Regions from separate parts of the Sus scrofa genome. Here region 1 is linked to region 2. Evidence: chromatin contacts called from public HiChIP or PLAC-seq data. All regions are on one chromosome and are shown on one strand. The core of a region is the stretch at or near the end of the contact, and the rest is flanking DNA. Distances in the headings are between cores, read along the strand shown.

The links. HiChIP or PLAC-seq counts read pairs in DNA pulled down with a chosen protein or histone mark.
Region 1: an H3K27ac HiChIP or PLAC-seq map of alveolar macrophages shows a contact between it and region 2. The contact joins the promoter of SLC51A here to the promoter of RNF168 in region 2. A contact is called at or near these places in 1 of 5 promoter capture datasets (fetal liver) and 1 of 2 datasets of contacts at active chromatin or transcription factors (alveolar macrophages).

Annotation. Positions count from the first base shown.
Region 1 is chr13:133,863,969-133,871,450 of Sscrofa11.1, reverse strand. It overlaps SLC51A (solute carrier family 51 alpha subunit), which reads left to right and starts at 1,698. Exons shown (of 9, transcript NM_001244266.1): 1 at 1,698-1,951; 2 at 2,549-2,643. The coding sequence starts at 1,914.
Region 2 is chr13:133,620,600-133,628,263 of Sscrofa11.1, reverse strand. It overlaps RNF168 (E3 ubiquitin-protein ligase RNF168), which reads right to left and starts at 2,718. Exons shown (of 8, transcript XM_021070157.1): 1 at 2,466-2,718; 2 at 1,803-2,143. The coding sequence starts at 2,103. It overlaps SMCO1 (single-pass membrane and coiled-coil domain-containing protein 1), which reads right to left. Exons shown (of 3, transcript XM_021070156.1): 3 at 7,183-7,664. The coding sequence ends at 7,567.

The DNA.
Region 1 (7,482 bases), core at 449-2,948, 240 kb before region 2:
TAAAGCCCACTCTTCTCACCAACACCCTGCCATTTTTTCCCTCCATCACCATCCATCCTGAGGATTAGCCGGCTCTCCCCTGGGCCTCCCAGCCACTACCGCCCAGCTGCAGGAACATGAGCATCAGCTAGCAGCCTTCCCTTTCCGACTCCCTCTAGCCCATCGGCCCTCCTCCCCTGCCTCCCCGACCCCCACTTCTGGCCAGAAGTTTTGGAGAACACCCTCAGCTCCCTGTGTTCTGCTCTAGGGAAGTCTAAAGTTCAAGGCTCTGGGCGATTAAACGCAAGGCCTCTCACCAGGCCAGAGATGAATGACCTGGGGAGTGTTCCTGTGGAAATGGTTTGAGGAAGCTGAGTCAGCCTATGTCTTCGCTAGGGCAGGACCCAGGCGACTGACCCCCTGGAGGTTAGTGCCCTTGTCTTACTCGTTGCACCCTCACCTCCACCTTAGGAGGTCATTGACCCCCTGAGATTCCTGGGTCACTCTCCTGGGTCTCTCCTTCCCAGAGAACTGTACTTTAGGAGGGGGGAGATAGTTTGAGGTGCTTTGGGACAGGAGTATGGAGTCCCCTTGGTACCAGTAACTCCGTAACTGCTCCCTCTGACTGTATTTACTCACCAACCCAGAACCGGGCAAACTCCTCTGCCTTCCCAGAACTTCTCCCTTGACTCTCTCATGGGCCCTTTTTAAATTTTTTTTCCATTTTTTCATGGGCCCTTAAAAAAAAAAAAAAAAACAAACCCAAACTATTAGAAACTTCATCTGAACCTCCACAGATCTCCTAACCCAGGTCCCTTCTGCTTCTGTTCACACCTCCATGGCTTTCTATTCAACCTGGTGTCATAACTTCTCTGAGCCTCAGTTTCCTTATCTGTAACATGGAAATAAAGATAGCATCTACCTTCTAAGAGTAGTTGTAAGGTTTAAATGAGATAAGAGGCAGACGGCATTTCCTACAGCACCTGGGGCACCATAAACTCAATAGATATTAGCTGCTGTGGCTGTGAGTTTATTATTGTATCAGTCATGCAACCAATTCTAAGAAGCATTTAGTATGTGTGAGGTCCTGTGCTGGGAACCTAGGGGTACCATGCTTGGCCTCAAATAGGTTTAAATCTATTTGGAGAGAGAAGAGAAAGCATCAGTCAATACAATCGTTCGTAAGCATACAGTGTGTCTTTTTCAGAATCTATCAAAATGCCCAGCAATCTCACTCAGCAACTCTGCCTCTTAAATACAATACGTCTCCCCCCACCCCCGGACCCCTACCCCATTTGCTGCATCTTTGGGGGCTGTTGGGCTGGATAAGCCTGTCATCAGGACGTTGTGAGCCGGGGTTTGGGAAACCTCCATGGACCTCGTCTGGATTATCCAGCTGGACCTCCCTTCCACACATCAAGCCAACAGCACCAGTACAGTCAAGGCTTCGGCCTCGACTCATCCATCTCCTGGGGGACAGAGCCTGAGTTCCAGCCAGGTTCTGAGGGGAGGGGGTTGCTAACCAAGTGGGGACTGCGGGAAGGATCAAGGATTTTGCCTCTACCACCGCCCTAGAAGGTTCCTCGTGGGGGGATGAAGAATGAGGGTGGGCTGGGGGCAAGGGGCGGCCAAAGGCATGCGTAGGAGGGAGGAGGCGGAGCCACACCTAAGGACAGGGAGGAGTCAGGAGCCAGGGAACCTAGCCAGCTGAGGGGATCAAATTCCTCTAGGGTGAACTCTGAGATAGGAACTTGTGGGCACGGGAGGCCAGAGGTGGGACGGAGCCAGAAGGAAAGACCCAGCCACTCCACCTTCCCACAGCCCAGTCCCGCCGGCAGCAGGGCCGGCAGAGCTGCCTCCCTCAGGGGCCCGACCTGCCCGCCCCTCCTTCACTCTTGGTGCCTGCCTGGAAAGCCAGAGAGGGAACGAAGACAATGGATCCAGACAGGACTCAGATAAAGCTTGACCCCAGGTGAGTGAGGGTGGCAGGCTCTGAGCCAGGAGCCTGTTGCTAAGCAGCGGGGGCCCCTATCCCTCTGGCCTGGCCCTCCCCGCCTCCCAGGGCCCTTTGGCTGCCAGCACACAGAATGAGACAGGACTGATAATGGTCTAGCTGTCCCGGAAGGCCAGTGTGTGACCCCTCAGAACCTTGGCTTTGTCCCCCAACCAGGGAGAAAAAGATCTCAGAGGTGGGGGTGATGGGGGGCATGCCCAGAGCCCTGACCATCTGGGGACCCATTCCTGGTAGTATTTCTGAGCACTAGTTCTCTGGGACCCTGCTCTTTCTCCTTAGCAAATCCTTGGGCTGCTACCCCAGTGGCAGTGGAGAAAATGGTCTGTGGGCTTTCTGAGGACTGCAGCCAGGCCTGTTCTTGGCCCAGGCGGCAGCCTGCCTTATACATCATCCTGGGCTGATTCTCCATTCCCTCCAAGAATCAGGGACTTGAGGGGAAATGGACAAGTTCCCTGAACCCAGGAGTGTTTGAGGGACTGTCGTTTTGTGTCTCCTCCGCTACCTTCCCCTCTCCCCCAGTCCCCACATTCTGAACACAGGCTGGTGTCTCTCCAGGTACACGGCGGATCTTCTGAAGATATTGGAAGTCAATTACAGCATCCCCTCCGTCTGCTTCACTTACCCTCCCACTGCATATCAGCTTCTGAGAGGTGAGTCAGGGACCCTCCCCAGAGGGAACTGAAAGGAGGAAAAACGGAGCATCCCAGTGGAGAGTCAGGATAGCTGAGAAGACCTGAGGAGAGCTGGTCCTGAGCGGGCCAGCCGGGAGGGCCTGGGAGGATGGCTGGCCCAGTGTCTGTCTATCATGATAAAAACCTGGGAGAAGAACAACTCCTCAAGGAGCAAAAGGCCAAAAGAGGGCCGTGACATCCTGGCCTGGAGACAAACCTGCACGTGGAGCATCCCCAGTTCAAATTGGAGACACTGGCCTGTAATATTTTTCAGACCTCAGGGGCACCCAGGGACTTGAGTTGACGCCCAAATGATCCAAGCCTCATAGAATCCTCTTGGAGCCCACACAACAGCCTCCTTAGGAAAGGATCTATGTCATTTTATAGGGGTTATTATGGGCACTGTCCTGAAAACGAAGGTGAACCCGTAACATGATTGACCGTGTTGGCCACTAGATCTTGTTACTGTTGAAAGTGAAAGGCAGAGGAAGGCACTCTGCTTATTCCCTGGACACCTAAAACTTGACAATCCAATGAGCCTGGCTTCTTGATAGCAAATGTAGCTCGTGTTCACAGTTCGTATTGTTTTCCTACTGCATGACTACCTACCTCCTAGACGTTGATGATAAGAGTCAGTCTCTGTGGTACCCTTAACGCTCTACCCAGCCTCCTTCCTGATGTGATCACCTCTTCCTGGACAGCAGGATGTGGTCAGTGTGCACTAGGAGGGAGACATGGCTATGTCCTTGGCTAGTATTCAGCCTCATTTCAGACGCTCTGAACCAGAGGGTGTCCAGAGAGGCTTTATAACGGCTTGGTGGTTCATGCCAGTAGGCAGATGCTAGATCCAGCAGGGACCTCTAGCTCAGAGAGTGCATCTGGTGGTACAAGTCTTCCCTCACACCAGTGTTGCCAGCCAGAGGGAGTTTTGTCCCAAGGAGACTTTTGGCAATGCCTGGAAGCCGTTTCACTTGGCACCACTAGAGGGTGCCACTGGTATATAGTGGGTAGAAGTCAGGACCGTTGCCTTGGAAACAGAAGAAAGTCCCCACAACAGAGAATTATTTGGGCCAAAGTGTCAATAGTGCTGAGATTGAGAAACCTTGCCTTAAACAGTAGAAATGAATCTCACATTTATTTGCTACAAAATATGCAAATAGAAGCACCAAGGATGTTCAAAGCAAGGAGACCCTTCTGGTCTGGTGGTCTGGGGAGCTGCCTTGTTGCCTAGTGGAGGGTAGTAGTTAGCGTGGGGAACAGGTGGTGGGCGCTCCTGGGGTTGGGGTGGAGATAGAATGAGTAGGATAGTTCAACAGACACTGAGGAGGTGGATCTGGCAGGATTCAAGATTATTGATGGGGAGGCAGGGGACAATTGAGAGGGCTGGGCAGGTAAGGTGGGGCCTGATGTGTGTTGGGCAGAGCAGCTGTACTTTATCCTGCAGGCAGAAGGAGCCTCTGAGGGTTCTGAGATTGGGAGGGGCTGGATAGTCCCTCAGGACCATTAATCAGTAATCCAGATGGACTTTGGGGGAAGAAGAGCCTTGAAAGGCAGGGGTATAAATTGGAGGTTATTGCCCCAGCCTAGCATGAGGCACAAGCGTCTGAGCCAGAGCAGTGTCAGGGAAAGGAAGGGAAGAATAGAAAATACAGGCAATCTTAAGAAAGAGCAGGCAATCTGGTAAATATTTAAACAAGGTAAGTGAAGGAAAAGAAGACTGATGTTGACTCTGAGAATCTGGACAGTGGTGATGACGCTGACGGGAACTGGGAGAGTCAGGGAGAGGCGCCCATGGGAGGATGTGGCAAAACTTCTTCCTTCAATCATAAACTCGGTTGTTCCTGAAGTTAAATGCCATTGAAGAAAGATTTATTCTGGAAGAACTATTGAACCTTTCAGTAATATTTGTTTTTTGAAATGCCCGTGATATGATTGCAAAGGTAAGCCCTACAGGAATTTTTTTTTAATGGACTCATCCAAACATGTACATGGAGGAGTAAAGGGCTAAGAAAGGCCAAGGCAATTTTGAAAAATAGTAAGGAGAGTATGTGCCCTCCCAGATATTAAGACTTAGATATAGTAAGACTAGAGTAATTAAAGCAATTAATGAACTGCAAGGGACCCGACATCAGAAAAATGAAATAGAATAAAGCGTCCAGAAATAGACGCATGCCCACTTAGGGACTTGCTGTACACATCAGTAGTGCAGGATGGATTTTTCAAGAAATGACGCTTGACCATTGCCTGTCCTCATGGCAAATAAATAAGCATGAAAATAGCTCCAACATAGCCTAACCCAGATAGATTAAGTACCTAAATGTAAAATGCAAACATTTTTACAAAATAAAGTATGGAAAGATATCTTTATGTTTAGAAGCAAAGAATAAGTTCTTAAAACACAAGAAAGCACAAATGATCATGAAGACTGATTACATGCAAACTTCCATGCAAGTGAAAACACAAACTTCTGTGCAAGTGAAAACACTGGAAACATGTTCAAAGCCAAACCAAATCTGGGAGAAAATATGTTCAAGCCTTAAAACCAACATAGGATGATTGATCAGTATAAGAAAAATTACCTGATAAAAATTGGAAAAAAATAGATGATCAGACAATTCATACTAGAAGAGGAAACTCACATGGCCATGAAATGTACAAAAAGGTCATCTGTTTTGTAGGAAATTGGGGAACCTCAAATTAAACAATGAAATATCATTTCACTACTTTCTCAAAGGCAAAAAATTAGAAGTCCCACGTGCTGGTGAGTTTGAGGCAAAATGAACTCTCAGCAACTGCTGGTGGGATTATAAATTGGTACAACCACTTTGAGGAGTGATTAGATACCTTTAACACTGAAGAGTCTACCTCCTACAACCGAGCAATTCCAAGTGTTTGAATAGAGAACTCTTCCACACGTGCCAAGGTGACACATCTAAGAATGCCTATGGTGGCATTTGTTTGTCACAATGAAAATAATAACCATGAAAACAATGTTGAGTGGAAAAGCATTTCACAGCGTAATGCCATTGATACAGATTTTTTTAAAAAAATGCAAAGCAGGAGTTCCCACATGGCTCAGTGGGTTAAGGATCCAGCAACTGCAGTGGCACCACTTCAATCTCTGGAACTTCTGCATGCTGTGAGTGTGACCGAAAAAAAAAAAAAAAAACCAAAACAATATAATATATTGAGTATGTACATATGCTATAAAAAATTAGACCATACAGGAAAAGGTACACACTAACTTCAGATGGTAGTTCGCCATGGCACATGAGGAAGCAAAGGGAAAAGGATCCAGGATGTAAATACAGGGGCCATCAAATACATCTGTAATGTTTTATTTTTCCAAGAATATGCTTTTAAGCAAAATTGGCAATATAGTAACACTCTCTAAAATGGATTATGGGTGTATTAATATTTGTTCTATTATTCTCTTTATTTTTGAAAACTTTATAATTTTAAAAATAATTATAAAAATTATTTTTGATGGGCTGTGAGAAAATGTTAGATAATAAAAACAGAATACAACATTTTTACAGCATGATTCCAGTAATACAATATGAGTACACTTTAACCAGAATGTTTTTATTTATCTTTTTTAAATTATTTATTTATTTAGCTTTTTAGGGCTGCACTGGCTGCATATGGAGTTTCCCAGGCTAGGGGTCAAATTGGAGCTGTAGCCGTCGGCTGACGCCACAGCCACAGCAACACCAGATCTGAGCCACATCTGGGACCTACACCACAACTCACGGCAACACCAGATCCTTAACCCACTGAGCAAGGCCAGGAATTGAACCCGAATTCTCATGGATCCTAGTCGGGATCATTAACCTCTGAGCCACGAAGGGAACTCCAACCAGGAGGTTTTTAAAAGCTACTTTTTATTGAGCGAATATTGCATACCATGCTAAGAAGTTTACTTGGAGGATAAATAACCTGTACAAGATTAGAGGGCAAGCAATAAATGGAGTTTTACTTTGCACTCAGAGCCTATGCTCTTAACCTCCATGGAAATAAATATGCAAGAATGAAAATAACTTTTGGTTAGGAACAAGCTAGGATTATGGGTGATATCCTTTTTGCAAAGTTTTAATGTTCTTATATTGTTTTCATTATTTAAAGAAGTAATCTTCACTATTACAGATAGAGTGAGAAATTTGCCTTGTTGCCAAAGGTATAATTGTATTCCAACAGGTCAGTTAGATAAGCATTTCCCGAAGTGTGTTCCTTGGAATACTAATCCCAAGGAGTGCTCCATGAAAAGAGCCTGTAGAAAAAATAAGTCTGGGGAGTTCCCGTAGTGGCTCAGTGGAAACGAATCTGACTAGTATTCATGAGCACTCAGGTTCAATCCCTGGCCTCGCTCAGCGGGTTAAGGGTCTGGCATTGCCGTGAACTGTGGTGTAGGTCCCAGACGTGGCTCAGATCTGGTGTTGATGTGGCTGTGGTGTAGGCCAGTGGCTACAGCTCCAATTCATCCCCTAGCCTGGGAACCTCTGTATGCCAAGTGCATGGCCCTAAAAAGACAAAAAGGAAGGAAGGAGGGAAGGAAGGAAGAAAAAGAAGTTTTGTAAAAGCTATATTCTATAACCTCCTTTTGGAAAGTAACAATATAAATCAGATTTAAAACTTGGTATACTTTGCAGGAAAGACACGTGTTTCACTTTGCTTAAAGTATTTCTGAATACCCTTGAGCCATAGAATACTTTTGTTCCATTAAGATGCAGGAAAAAAAGAAGACATGAGTTTGGTGTAGAGTAGATGTGTCAGGCTACGGATGTGAAGGGATTTCTCTTTCTCAGCTTCTGCGCTGTG
Region 2 (7,664 bases), core at 1,469-3,968:
GGAGACCAGAACTAGCATGCCTATGCACTGACCTGTTCCAACAAAGAGAAATAAGCTGTAGTCTCTGCTTCCAGCTAGAGAGCAGTGGCTCAGATGTTTTGCCCAGGGAAAAAAGGCAGGCAGTAAGAACTGAGAGCTCCAAAGATTTCCCTCAAAGACACTGACTTCACAATGAACAGAATATGGATTAGCCCAAGTCTAAAGGCACTCGTGAAAACAATGGCAATTTTAATGGTAAACACTAGCCAGGCAGTTCCTCACAAAGCTAAACATAGAATTACCATATGATCCAGCAATTCCACTCCTAGATATGTACACAAAAGAAATGAAAACACATTCAAACACTTGCACATGAATATTCATATCAGTACTATTGAAATAGCCAAAAGGTGGAAACTACCCAAATGTCCAACAATGGATGAAGGAACAAAATACAATATATCCATAGAGTAGAATATTATTCAGCCATAAAAAGGGATGGAGTACTGATAAAGATAGAACGCGGTAGACTTCCCGTTGCAGCTCAGTGGGTTAACAACTCGAGTAGTATCTATGAGGATTCAGGTTCGATCCTTGGCCTCACTCAGTGGGTTAAAGGAGCTGATGTTGCCACAAGCTGTGGAGTAGGTTGCAGATGCAGTTTGGATCCAGCATTGCTCCGGCTGTGGCTGTGGCACAGGCAGGCGGCTGCAGCTCTGATTCAACCCATAGCTTGGGAACTTCCATATACCACAGGTTTGGCCCTTTAAAAAAAAGAAAAGGAAAAGAAAAGAAAAGGAAAAGAGAAAGAAAGAAAGAAAGAAAGAAAGAAAGAAAGAAAGAAAAAGAAGGCGGCATGAAACATTATGCTAAGTGAAAGAAAACAGACACAACAGATCATTCGCTGTATGAATACACTTACATAAATTATCTAGAACAAGCAAATTCACAGAGATTAGAAACTCCGAAAAGCAGGAGTGGGATGGAGTAAGGAGAATGGGATGCTTAATGGTTAAAGAAGTTGTCTGGTGTGATGAAAGTTTTGGCAACAGTGGTGACAGTTTCCAAACACTGTGAAAGTAATTAATGACACTGAATTGTACACTTAAAAATGGTTAAAATGGCAAATTTTACCATAATAAAAAGAATTCCCAAAAAAAGCAAGTACACCAGAGCATCCACATCACATTTAAGCCTGGAGAAGAAACACTGCAGGGCTTAATGACCACATAAGTGGTCAAGCCGCTAAAGTCTGGGGGCAAAATGAAGAGTTGTTAAGTCCACACTGTGGAGGGCTTTGAATAAAAATGACTGAACTAGAGGAAACTGGCCACAGAAAGCTATTTTAGGCTTGTTGAAAGCTTAAGAACTAAATGAATGGAGATGTATAGGCAAGAAAGTTAGAGAAAAGTAACTGAAAATAAAAAAAATATTAACACAGGAATCCAGCAGTTTCCTTACTTCTGCTGCTGCCATACTGACTGTTGCTCATCTGTGACTATTTATATAACTTTCGACACAATTTAAGACCCTAGTAGGTAATTCTTTTGTTTCTTTTTTTTTTTTTTGGTTTTCTTTTCATTTTTAACCCAACAAACACCGACCAAACTAAGCCTATGCCTTAAAACAATGAACCAAATCTTGCCATTGTGACCTTAACCAACATTTTAGGGCCCATTAAACTCAAAGATGTGAAAAATTTGGACAAATACTAACCCAGATTTTCTTTTTTTATCCTTGAAAAAAAAAAAAAAGACTAGTGATGATTCGCTTTTTAAAAGATTTTGGTTTTTAGACAATGAACAAGCTGGATTTTTACTCACCAATTTCCTCTGATTCTTGCCCAGAGGCTCTAAGCTTGCATTCTTTTGGATAGTGTTTCTGAATTATCTTCCACAGTTCCATGTTGACAAGAGAATTTGTTCGGGTGCGGTGTCGAGTCCACGAAGAGACTCGGCGGCGACAGAAGGGGCAGCACAAATTTGCTTTTTCGACAGTCGACTGGAAGCATGGTTTACACAGCGTGTGGTTACAAGGGAGTGTCACAGGCTCAAATAGAATTTCCACACAGATCTGGCACTGGCATTCCGACAATGAAGGGATGGCGTCCTTGGGTACAGCCATTTTAATATGCTAAAAAGGCATATTCAATCAACATCAACACCTGAAAGAGAAAGAATCCTCATCTACAGCCCAAGTTCGGAGAAAGCGAATTAAGTTTTGTGTTTAAATTTTATGCCCAGTAGCCTACCAGAATTCAGAGACTGGGAACATCAAATGTCTTTAAAGCAAAAAAGTGTTCTGAGGGTCAGGTAAACAGTACGACCGTGGAAGGAAGTGTGTTTGTCCATGTTAAGACAAACGTCCGAAATGAAAACAAATGAACCTTGACTGCTCCCAGCATTAACAGCCGTTGCGGCAGGGCGGATGGTGGGCTCTCTGGCCCCCGCAGGAGGCACGCGCCAAGTTCCCCTCCTTTCTCTTACCAGGTGAGGATGCTCCCGTAGCTCCCGGAAGCCAAGCCGCAGACCGCAGAGGCGCGCAGCTACGCAGCCACCGCTAGAGGAAGAACGCTTCTTCCGCCCGGACGAGGAGCTCCGAAGGAGTAGGACTTCCGTTTTACCATTGTCGGGGGCCGCGCGCGAGCCCTTCCGGGCGCTCTGAGCCCGCCCCTCCCTCTCTTCCATCTACCCAAAAGCCTAACCTTGGCGCGGTGCTGTAGCAACCCGACAAGGGCTAGTGACGTCACGACTGCCCGCCAAAACAGCCCCTCCCACCTAGAGAACCAACCAAAGGTAGAGAGGGCTAACATTGGGGCGGGACTTCCGAGTCTGCGCGCGCTGCCCGACCCGAGCCCCGCGCCCCGCCCCCCCAGAGCTGGTCTTCTCGGTGTGTTGCAGTCCTTTCTTCGCAGACCCTGCGTCGTCACATTGACTGCACTTTAGTATTTCCCTCTTGATTTCTGCTCCCAGAGGCTGCAGAAATCAGGGTATGTCGCAAGGTTGGTCTCTTGTCAGAAAAAGTGAAACTTAAAGGCAAATTAAAAGCCGATGGAGTTCCCGCTGTGGCGCAGTGCTTTAAGGGTCCGGTTTGCCGCGGAGGCTAGTTTGATCCTTGGCCCTGTGCAGTGGGTTGGGGATCCCAGATTGCTGAAGCTGCTGCATAGTTCTTACCTGTGGCTTGGATTCGATCCGTGGTCCTGTCACTCTTCTGTGCAGTGGGTGCGCCCCCCCCAAAAAAGCTTGACAATAATTTTTAAATTCTTCCCTTAGTACTCCTCAAACTACCCTTGTTTCTTTTCATTTGTAAGGAAGCCTCTTAGGTCGCTTTCCAGAGTTCTTGTAAAAGCATCTCTAGGATGATTTCTGAGAAAGGCTGTGGTCAAAGAATCTGCAAACTTGCTACAATTTAACAGGTACTTGGGAAACAAACTGTAGGACTGGCAGGATCCTGGGGCTTAGCCAACATGTGCATCAATTATAAGGCACTGCTTTATTGTTTAATTTCAGTCTAGACCAATCAAAATTACAAAAGAAGTCAAAAGGAAAATATTTTAACTTTATGCATTTTGAAATGTTTTCCCACTTGGTTTTGTTAAGGCAGCTGCTCAACAGCCCTGCGCTGCAGCGTATCAGCTCTAGCGACAGCCCTGTGGCTGCAGTGTTTCAGCTCTTTTACCCAGGGAGAAACCAAGTGAGCACTGGGAAAGTTGGAGAATTCACGTTTATTATGCCGGCAGGCTCAGAGGAGATTGCTCTCCAGAGTCTGAGCCCGGAAGAAGTCTTTCACAAAGTTTTTATGGGCTACCTCTTCTGAGCTCCTGCTTGGCGGACCAGAGTGAGGTCAGGCAAGGTAGTAGATGCGGAAGCAAGCTTACTGCAGCAGATGCGTGAGGGAGGGGTGGTTAGGGGCAGGTGGCTGGACTTTGCTTAGTCATCATGACGGGGGGGGGGGGGGTGTCTCTCCTTTCTACCTTTTTTTTTTGTCTTTTTGCTATTTCTTGGGCCGCTCCCGCGGCACATGGAGGCTCCCAGGCCAGGGGTCGAATCGGAGCCGCAGCCACTGGCCTACGCCAGAGCCACAGCAACGCGGGATCCAAGCCTCCTCTGTGACCTACACCACAGCTCATGGCAACGCCGAATCCCCAACCCACTGGGCAAGGCCAGGGACCGAACCCGCAACCTCATGGTTCCTAGTCGGATTCGTTAACCACTGTGCCACAAGGGGAACTCCTCCTTTCTACCTTTTTATAGGGATATTTTCTCCTACAGTTAGAGACAGAGGCTGTGGAGGAAGAGAAAAGAAAGTCACTGCCTGAAAAGTCTTTAAGGTCTTTGGGGTTTGCTAAGGTTATTCAGGCTGGGAAGGTAAGTGTTTTCCAGATGAAGCCAAAACTAGGAGGTGTGGGTCTTTTGTAAAGTGTTTTGGGAGCTTTTGTTTTGTTTTTAATGTGTTTCATAAAGCTAGTTATCATCCAGTTGTCCATGGTATCAATCCTTAGCCTGGGATTCCAGGCTCCCTAGTATGGAGCCAACATGCCTTTCCCTTGGAATCTCCCATTATTCTTTCAAACATTCAGTTGTGATTCATTTACTGTCTTGTGCAAATCTTGTGCTTTCAGGCCATTGCTTGAAATCTCAATTTATCCTAAATAAGTTGCTTTGTGATTTTGCCTACCTCAAGGATCAGTTCAGTGTACTTCCTCCAGAAGGTATTTCTCCATCACACAATAATATCCCTCTTCTGAATTCAATCATATATTGCCTAGTGATTGTGTTTTTTATTATAATCTTATTGTCTAACACTTGCATTTAGATTTCTATTTTTCTTGTACCTGTGTCTTGTTTAATAGGTACATTTCATCCATTGCTCAGATTTCCCTGGTCTTATTTACTTTCTGGACCCACAGTACCTTCTTCTGACTGGGACTAACCAGTTGCATTTCTGGAATCTCTAGCTCCTCCTTCCATTTCTGGACTACTGTGATACATGGCACTGAACAGTGCAGGCACTGGCTTCCCAGTGGCTGCTATGAGGGCTCGGATGATGCATCCTGAAAGTGTTGGGGGTGGGGTGTCACTCCCCAAAGAGCAAATTTTGGCCAGTTGGAAACAGTAGAGTGAGCACAGTAGAGAATTCTCTTTCCTTTCTATTGAAAATAAGCCCCCTCACACACACACCCTAAAGTTCCCTGTGACTAACCTCTCAATCCAAAACTGTGCTTCATTTCTTATCCCAACAGGACTGAGGAGTATCAAAGCAAAGGAGGGGTTGAAACCAAGAAGGACCCTCCAGGCCCCTCCCAGGAACAAAAGCTCCATTTTGTCCCATTTCTCAGTTGTAGGGAAAAAAAGGCTTTTGTTTCCTAGGTCTTCCCTGAGTTCCAAGAGCAGACCAAAGCAGTTACTAGTGAGGGACATGAGAGAATGCAAAAACAAAGGGAAAGCAGTCAAAAAGTAGTGATGGTTTAAATAGTACTCAATGACCAAGCAGTCCTAGCTCCTCCGCATGTAATATACATAATAATCTGAAACTAAGCACCACTCCCCCCCACCCCGTGAAGAATGGGGATTACATGCTGATCACAAGAACCTATGCAGGTTAGAACCAGAAAGTCCGATGATTAAGACTCCCCAGACACCACCCTGTAAGCTCCCCACTGACCAATCAGAAGAAAGGTCATGAGCTACAACTCCCACACCAAATATTGCCTATAAAACCCTTCCCTGAAAGCCATGGAGAGTTCTGGTGTTTCCAAGAATGAGCTGACCATTCTCTTTGCTTGGTGCCCTGCAGTAAATGCTGCACTTTCCTTCACCATAACCCTGTGCCCGTAGATTGGCTTTGCTGCATGATGAGCAGACCCAAATTTGGTTCAGTAACACTTGCAAGGCATGGTTTCTCTAAACAGTGTGTCTAGAAAAGGACAAGACTGAGTACTTGTATCTGGCAAGCAACCTATTTTCTGGAGGAACCAAGGTAACACATCATCTCGTATTACTTCTCATTCTTCTCTACCCAACATCTCTACAAAGAGCTACTCATTCTGGTTTTCCTGAATGTGTACGTCCCAAATAATGCTTTACCTGTAGGGCAGGGTCCACACTTAAAATGTTTCTTTTCTTCACAGCGCCTACTGCATGTGGCATTTGGTATTCAAAAAATGTAAACAAATGGTCAGTGTGAGTTCCCTTTCTAGTTGAAGTAACTGTAGTACTATATACTAGAGAGAAAATGTACACCAACATGCAAAATGTTAGGTTTTTTTTTTTTTTTGCTTCTTTATCTTTTAATACATAATACATTCACATGGTTCAAAATTCAAAAACCACAAAATGGATTGACAATGAAAAGACTTCCTGCTGGAGTTCCCGTCGTGGCGCTGTAGAAACGAATGGACTAAGAGCCATGAGGTCGCGGGTTCGATCGTTGGCCTTGTTCAGTGGGTTAAGGATCTGGCGTTGCCGTGAGCTGTGGTGGAGGTTGTAGATGTGGCTTGGATCCTGCGTTGCTGTGGCTGTGGTATAGGCTGGCTGCCACAGCTCTGATTTGACCCCTAACCTGGGAACCTCCATATGCCGTGGGAGTGTGGCCCTAAAAAAGCAAAAAAAAAAAAAAAAAAAAAAAAAAAAGAAAGAAAACACTTCCTCCTAACTTTGAGCCCCTAGCCTCTCAGTTTTCTAAGTTAAACAATGTTATCACTTGTTTTTTGTTTTTTGTCTTTTAGGCCTGCACCGGCGGCATATGGAGGTTCCCAGGCTAGGGGTTGAATCAGAACTGTAGCCGCTGGCCTCCGCCACAGCCACAGCAATGCAGGATCCGAGCCACGTCTGGATTCTGCGACCTACACCACAGCTCAGGGCAATGCCGGATCCTTTACTCACTGAGCAAGGCCAGGGATCGAACCGCAACCTCATGGTTCCTAGTCAGATACGTTTCCACTGTGCCATGATGGGACCTCCCTTTTTTTTTGTCTTTTTAGGGCCAAAGGCATATGGAAGTTCCTGGGCCAGGGGTCAATAGGAGCTGCAGCTGCTGGCATATGCCACAGCCACAGCAATGCTAGATCCAAGCCACATCTGGGACCTATGCCACAGCTTGCGGCAATGACGGATCCTTAAGCTGCTGATCGAGGCCAGGGATCAAACCCCACATCCTCATGGATACTAGTTGGGTTCTTAACCCACTGAACCACAATAGGAATTCTGTTATCACTTTTTAATGTATTTCTCCAGAAAAAGTTTATGACATTTATAGATATATTAACCTGTATATTTGTTTTTGCCTTTTTTCCATTTTAAAAATATACATTGGAAATAAATATTTTCAAACAACACATCTTGGTGATAACTCCATACTACTATACAATTACATGAAGAACTTCTTCATTCTCTTATATTACTCCACAGAAAGTATCCATTGCATCAGTATATCACAATTTAATACTCCCCTCACTTTTGCTGTAAAAATAAGCCTGTACTAAATTGTGTGTGTGTGTGTGTATATATATATATATATATATTTTTTTTTTTTCCCATTTGCAAGAGCAAAAACTTGAAGTGGAATCTCTGGGTCTAGGGTAACAGATTAGCTTTTGACAGTTGGCATCAACTCTTTGAGGGATGACTTCTGCTCTTCGGGAGCCCTCACTGCTTTCCCCTTCTCAATGACCTGAACAGCCTTCA